2 separate regions of the Pan troglodytes genome follow, and region 1 is linked to region 2. A link is a contact called in public Hi-C data. All regions are on one chromosome and are shown on one strand. The core of a region is the stretch at or near the end of the contact, and the rest is flanking DNA. Distances in the headings are between cores, read along the strand shown.

Region 1 (3,222 bases), core at 41-2,540, 59 kb after region 2:
CTCCTGGCCTGGGAGGGACAACAGCGTAAGAGCAAGGGCCATGCTGCACATCAGCAGTGACATGCAGTAACAGCAAACATGTAGGAAGCACTTCGTGAGCCAGGGATGCCCTGACTCCTTTGCTTACATTTATTGGTTTCCTCCTCTTTGAGGGGCAGCCCTGAATCCCTCCTAATCAGGTGCAGCTGAGCGGGGCCTTGAATGCAGGCAGGCTGGCTCCAGAGTCCCGGGATGAGTCACGCACCACTCATCGTGGGCATTCTTAAGCCTTTGCGTGGGGCTCGACAGTTTGTGTTACAGTTCACGTGGCTCTTCCTCAAATGCCTTGTCTCATTGGTCTCCCCCAAGCCCCTGTGTCAGGTTCTGGGGGATCCTCCTTTTTGCAGATGAGGAAGTTGAGGCTCAGAGAAGTGAAGGATGCCTCCAGCATTGCAAAGACAGGACACCAAACCCTGTCATTAGATTCTGAGTCGGGGTGGCTCTCCTTTTGTAGTGAAGCGGGTTTGCATGAGTAGGGTTGGAAGGAGGGAGAGGAGCCCTCAGATGCCTGAGGTCAGGGCAACTGTCAGAAAATCTATTCTGTTCCCAAACCCTCTGTAAGAGGAACACATGTGCAGGTGCCCGTGGGAAGCTGAAGCTCCTGCCCAGCCAGTAAGTAAACAGGAGCTGGAGGGAGAGAGTGCGAGAATGAGGAGGTGGTGACCGCAGCCATCTGCTCCCGCCGTAGTGTACCCCTCAGCTGGAGGCAGGGGTGGGGGGCACATTGGCTGGGGACCCCCTCTAAGGCAGGGCTGGAGAAACAGTTCCCACTGTGCACTGTGGAGCCGCCAGGTGGTCCCAGCTGCCAGAACCCCTGCTCCGTCCAGTCCTGCTGTGAAGGCTTCGGGTCTGGAAGGGCATCGTGTGCTTGTGGTGGGATCTGAATCCCAGTTGGCCTGTGGAGCTACCACTGCTACTCTGGGATCAACTGAGGCAGGGGACTGTGGCCGGGACCCTCTTTCCAATTGGACCTTCTCAGGGGCAGGACCTTCCAAGCTAAGGGGCAGCAGTGGATGGCTCCTGGGCTCCTTGTCGTCTCCTCTCTGGGATGGGTGTTCTTGAGGCCTTGGGCTTCCGCCCCCATCCCACCCTCTCTGGGGTGTGGAGACAGGGCCCACTTGGGCATGTCAGCTTCCCTGGAGCTCCCGCAGCTGGGCCCTGCCCACGTTTCCCTGGGCCACGCTCTCCTGGCTGCCCCAGGCCTCACCACTCTCTCACTGGAACACATAAGTGCCTGCCCCTGGAGCCCAGGCCACTGTCCTGACTCCTCGCCCTTCCCAGAGCCCCGCCTCCTGCTGCCTGCCTCCCATGTGGCTTCACATCCTGCGGGTTTTTCCAGCTGACACAGCCCTTGTAGATACATACTCTGCTGTGGGCACCCCACATCCATGCCAGGCCCAGATTTGGGCCCCAAGGGAGTGCTACCCCCTGGGTTGCAGTTCAAAGGCTTCTGCTTTCCAGCCAGATGGAGGAGGGCTCTATCCCAGGCTCCAACATCCTGCTTGGCTCATCTCCCCCACCCCCTGCTCCAGCTGCGTCCTCCCTGTTGTGCTCCTGGCAGTAGGTTTGCTGAGAGGGAAGGGGGATTCCTTTCCTCTTGGCCTCTCCTCTCTCTATTACATCAGCCTACAGCCCAGTACCCCTGGGGTCTGCTAAGGGAGGGCTTTTTATTTTTTTCCAGGGGAAATAATTCCACCTCTTGTCACACGGATTTCTGCATGCAGCTCTTCAGGGGCTTGACTTCCTTCCCTCGTCCTATCCCAGGCCCCTTGAAGCTCAAGAGAGGGGCAGCTTTGTTTCCTTAAACAGGGGCTGCTGCTGGCTCTGAGCCTCCGAGGAAGGTCATGTGAGGAGTCGGGTGTCTGGGTCCCGCTGTCCCCCTCACTGGCTGTGTGACCCCAGGACCATCCTTGCCTTCTCTGGGCCTCAGCACTCCCTTCAGGAGCCTAGGACTGCATTTGTCGTCCATGGGTGGTGAGGGGGCAGTGCCCAGCGGTGCCCGTTCTGGAATGGAGGACTCTGCCCGTGGGTTTGGTAGTGTGATTTTTCCACCCCTGGGCTGGCCCCTCTGCCTGGGGCGGGTGTAGCTGGCACACCTGTTAGGAATGAGGCATCTCCTTAGTGCCGAGGAGACGAGAGCCCTGGGGCTGGCTGGGAAGTGCAGGGCCCAGCTGAGAAGGAGAGTGAGCTCAGTCTCCTCACTGCGGGTCATTCACCACCTCCCGGAGTCGGTTAGAGGAGGGGGCTAGTCCAGGGTGAATTGGTGGGATGGGAAGAGGCCCCAGTGCCCAGCTCTGCCCAGTCCTGTCTCCTCGCTGGGCTCTCTCCTCCTGTTTCTTTTTTTCTTTTTTTTGAGACAGGGCCTCGTGCTGTCACCCAGGCAGGAGTGCAGTGGGGTAGTCATGTGCAGCCTTCACCTCCTGGGCTCAAGTAATCCTCCCTCCTCAGACTCCCAAGTATTTGGTGTCTGGGACTATAGGCACGTGCCACCATATCCGCCATACAAAAAAAAAAAGGGGGCCTTTTTTTTCCTTTTTTGTATTTTTGTAGAGATGGGGTTTCGTCATCTTGGCCAGGCTTGTCTCAAAGTCGTGGCTCAAGTGATTCGCCCACCTTAGCCTCCCACAGTGAGCCACCGCATCCGGGCTACCCTGTTTCTTCTTTGTTTTGCCCCATCTACCTCCTTCCCTTTGCTTGGCTTTCTTTCCCTGCCCTTGTCTGACTGCTGGCCGAAGGTTCCAAGCCCTGTGGGCAGGGTGGGTCCTGGACCCTGTTCTCCGCCCCTCAGCCCCTGCTCTGTTCTTCTTCAGGCAGGCGGAAAGCTGCACCCTGCTCCCCAGCTCAGAGCCCAGGGCTACAGGCTGTGGACGCCCTGAGGAGGGTTTCTCTGGGCCTGCTCCCCCACCCTCCCTACACGCTGTGCCCCAGCCCCTCCCCAGAACCCACATCTGGCCCAAGTGCTCAGTTTTCTGGGCTGTAAATTGCCTCCCGCTGCCCCTTGGCATCCTCTCAGGTTTCAGCTTCATGGCTGTTTTGCTTTTGGTGGGGGGCGGTATCCAGGGAAGGCTCAGCTTGTTTCCTCTCTTCCTCTGTCTGAGACCATGGAGAGAAATCCTTGGCAGGGTTGTTCTCGATCCTTCCGTCCAAGTGTTGGTGAGCTGTGGTTTTCAGCAGGTGACTGAG
Region 2 (3,447 bases), core at 7-2,506:
AGTGATTATAGCCAGGTTTAAAAAACTTGTCCCCAGTCAAGCTTAGTGCAGTGATAGGGCACGTGGGAAGCACAGCATACAGTTTCTTTAAAATTTTGAAAAATTTCACTTTTAAAGACAGGGTCTCCCTCTGCTGCCCAGGCTGGAGTACAGTGGCATGATCCTAGTTTACTGCAGCCTCCAATGCCTGAGCCTCAGCCTCCGGAGCAGCTGGGGCTACAGGGGTGTGCCACCACACCCGGTTAATTAAAACATTTTTTTTTTTTTGAGATGGGGTTTCCCTATGTTGCCCAGGCCGTTCTTGAATTCCTGAGTTCCTGAGCTCAAGCAATCCTTCCACCTGGGCCCCCCAAAGTCCTGGGATTACACGCGTGAGCCACCGCACCTGGCCTACAAGACATTTTTGATGACAGTAACGATGAGAAGAGATGGCCTTTTAGTGCTCTTTGGAAAGAAGTTTAGGCCTTCTAGCTTTAAGAATCCGGGCCTATAATCCCAGCACTTTGGGAGGCAGAGGCAGGAGGATGGCTTGAGCCCGGGAGTTTGAGACCAGCTTGGGCCCAGGGAGACCACCGTCTGTACAAAAAAAATCAAAAACTTAGCCGGACGTGGTGGTGCGCGCCTACAGTCCCAACTACTCTGGAGGCTGAGGCGGGATCACTTGAGCCCAGGAAGTCGAGGCTGCGGTGAGCCGTGATCGCACCACTGCACTCCTGCCTGGGCAACAGAGTGAGTCCTTGTCTCAAGAAAAAACAAAACAAAACAGAAAAACAAAAAACAAAAAACACATAAAATCCAGGCCTGAAAAAGCGCCCGGGCCAGACATGCCTAGCTGGAGTTTCTCCTGCCTTAGCGCACCCCTCAGGCACACAGTGCCCTGTAGTCGCCCTTGGAGGCCGCCAGCTCCCGGGGAGGCATGGCCCTTTCTGCAGGAGGTGTCTCAGGCAGGCTCCAACACACACCCGCGCTGTCAGCATCTCACACAGTCCGCCCGAAACACCAGGGAAGGGGTTCGTAGGTGTGGGGGTGGGGTGGCGAGGCCAGGCAGCCTGGAGCGAGGGAGAGAGCCGAGGCCTGGGCCAGGACGGCCCTTGGGTGCCGTGTGGGCGCAGAGCCCAGGAGAGCGCACTGCCAGGCCCGGACCTCCCCGCCCCTACCCCGGGAAGAGGCCCGTTCGCCGCAGGGGGAAGGCGTGATCATAGCACCTCGGAGGAGCGGCCGGTCCCGGCATGCGGGCGGCGGGGCGGGGAGGGAGGCTTCCGGAACCCCGAGAGAGCACCCGTGCCTCGCGGGCCCCGTGCCCCGTCCCCGGGCTCCCCTTCCTTTAACGCAGGGGACCCAGCCCGGGGCAGTGCCGGGCGCTGGCGCTGGCGCCCCCCTCAGCCCTGCGCTCCTTCTCTGCCCCGCCCCTCCCCGCTCCGCCCCCCGGGCCGCCCAGCCCCGCAGGCTCGCCATTCCCGGGCAGGCCCCGCCCCCTGTTTCCGCTGGCGGCGGCGGCGGCGGCGGCGGCGGTGCCGGAGCGCGAGCAGAGCGGAGACCCCCAAGTCCTGCGGGCGCGGTGAGTGCGGCCCGGGCGGCGGGCGGCGAGGCGGGTCTCGAGAGCGTGCGGAGTCGCGCGGCCTTGAGCCGGCGCCGGGCGGGCTGGGCACCCCCAGGCCGAGACCCGAGAAGGGGGAGCGGCCGGGGGCGCCCACGGGAGGCAGTGTGGGCAGGGCGGCGGTGGGACGAGAGGACGAGAGGAACAGAGTAGGCGCCGTGCGGGAAGCGGGCCGGGAAGGGGAGGATGGGTGCGGGGCCCGGGCACCGAGCGAAGTGGGGTCCTCCAGGGAATGGCTCCGAGGAAGACCGTTTCAGAAAGGGAGTACCCCGGGGCCGGCAAGGGTTTCCGACTGTGTGACCCAGTGCACCGCTTGGGACAGTCCATACAAGGACCCCAGAGAGGGCCAGGGGGCCTTCGGGCAGGGCTGGGATATGGCCTGCAGCCCCCCGGCACCCGCGACCGCTCCCTGGGCCACTGCTGGAAGATCAGCACTCCGAGTGACAGGACTCTGGCACACCCCGAAGTTGGAGATCTAGCCCATCTGTGCACTCAAGTTTGGGACTTCAAAAAACTTTCTTGTGGTTTTTAAAAAAAGATCCAAACAAGAAACCGGCTTGTGGTTGTAAGAGCAATATTTGTACTCGTACCTCTTGGAACTGGAGTCTTGGATCTCCTCCCTCTTTGAAAAATATACGAGTCACTTCTTCATCTTCCCCCAAATGCCTGTATTGTCTGGGGAAGCTTGGGCTAGTATGGGATCCCTTGAGCCACCTTTTTCTCGCATCACCAAAACGGGGGGTAAGAAGGCAGGGGCTTACCTGCCTTACCTGGTAACTCTTAGTTCAGAGACCCAGTCTCATTATGTGCGCGTGCCCTTCTGACCTGCAGCTGTCCTTTTCCCTGGGGTGACTCAGGTATTTCCTCCTCCAGGAAGCTTTCCTGGACTAGTGGAGAAAACTGGAGACTCATGCGAGGATCCCTATATATACCTGCCAGCTCCCTTCTCTTTACTGAAAATAGCCACAGAGAATGTTGAATATATGCTTTGCTCTAGAGATACGCAGCCAGCTTGCCATCATAAGTAATGGGGAGGGGAGGAGAGGGATTATGGATAATTTCAAACAATAGCCTGGACAAATCATTTATATTTAGCTAAGGAATGCAGCCAGAGAGGCAGACAATTACACCGGCTTCCTACCCTCGGCTTGGTCCTGGCATGGCTGATGCAGCTGGGCTGTGGGTTGGAGGGAGAGGATTGCGGTAGATAAAACTTGAAGTGTAATTCAGTTCTACTCTCACTCACTGAAGACCCCCTGTGTGCAAGTCCCTGAACAGGTGAGAGTAGGATTTTTTTTTTTTTGGTCTGGTTTAATCAGATTTTAATATTCTGGCAGGGCTTTTTAAACCTATGAACAGATATTTAATATTAATAACAATAACTAGTGTTGATAAAGTAATTTATAGTTGGCCAAGTTTTTTCTGTGCACGTTACATTAGCTGTATATAATTTTATTTAATTCATTCGTAATCTTGTGAAGTTTGTTACTTTTTTTTTTTTTTGAGACAGAGTCTCACTCTGTTGCCCAGGCTGGAGTGCAGTGGCAGGATCTCAGCTCACTGCAACCCCCGCTTCCCAGGTTCAAGCGATTCTCCTGCCTCAGCCTCCTGAGTAGCTGGGATTACAGGCGCGTGCCGCCACGCCTTCTAATTTTTGTATTTTTAGTAGAGATGAGGTTTTGCCATGTTGACCAGGCTGGTCTTGAACTCCTGACCTCAAGTGATCCACCCGCCTTGGCCTCCCAAAGTGCTGGGGTTATAGGCGTGAGCCACCGCATTGGCTGAAGTTTGTTACTTTTAATTGCCTTCTTATAGGTTAAGAAAATGATACTCAGAGAGAATAAGTATCT

What was found. A called contact is a pair of places that touch in the nucleus more often than the background predicts.
Region 1: a Hi-C map of induced pluripotent stem cells shows a contact between it and region 2, with 2.0 times the contacts expected there. The contact joins the enhancer-like site here to the promoter of TSPAN9 in region 2. A contact is called at or near these places in 2 of 7 Hi-C or Micro-C datasets (induced pluripotent stem cells and stem cell-derived neural progenitor cells).

Annotation. Positions count from the first base shown.
Region 1 is chr10:10,310,526-10,313,747 of NHGRI_mPanTro3-v2.0_pri, forward strand. The region is part of intron 1 of TSPAN9 (tetraspanin 9); the gene reads left to right. Among named protein-coding and RNA genes, the nearest start is that of TSPAN9, 60 kb to the left of the region's middle. Within about 2 kb of position 1,291, at least 6 of the 24 cell types and tissues checked have an H3K27ac peak or open chromatin away from gene starts, as enhancers often do. A contact at or near this core is called in induced pluripotent stem cells, where this site is marked.
Region 2 is chr10:10,251,238-10,254,684 of NHGRI_mPanTro3-v2.0_pri, forward strand. TSPAN9 (tetraspanin 9) reads left to right here and starts at 1,257. Exons shown (of 8, transcript XM_016922800.4): 1 at 1,257-1,558.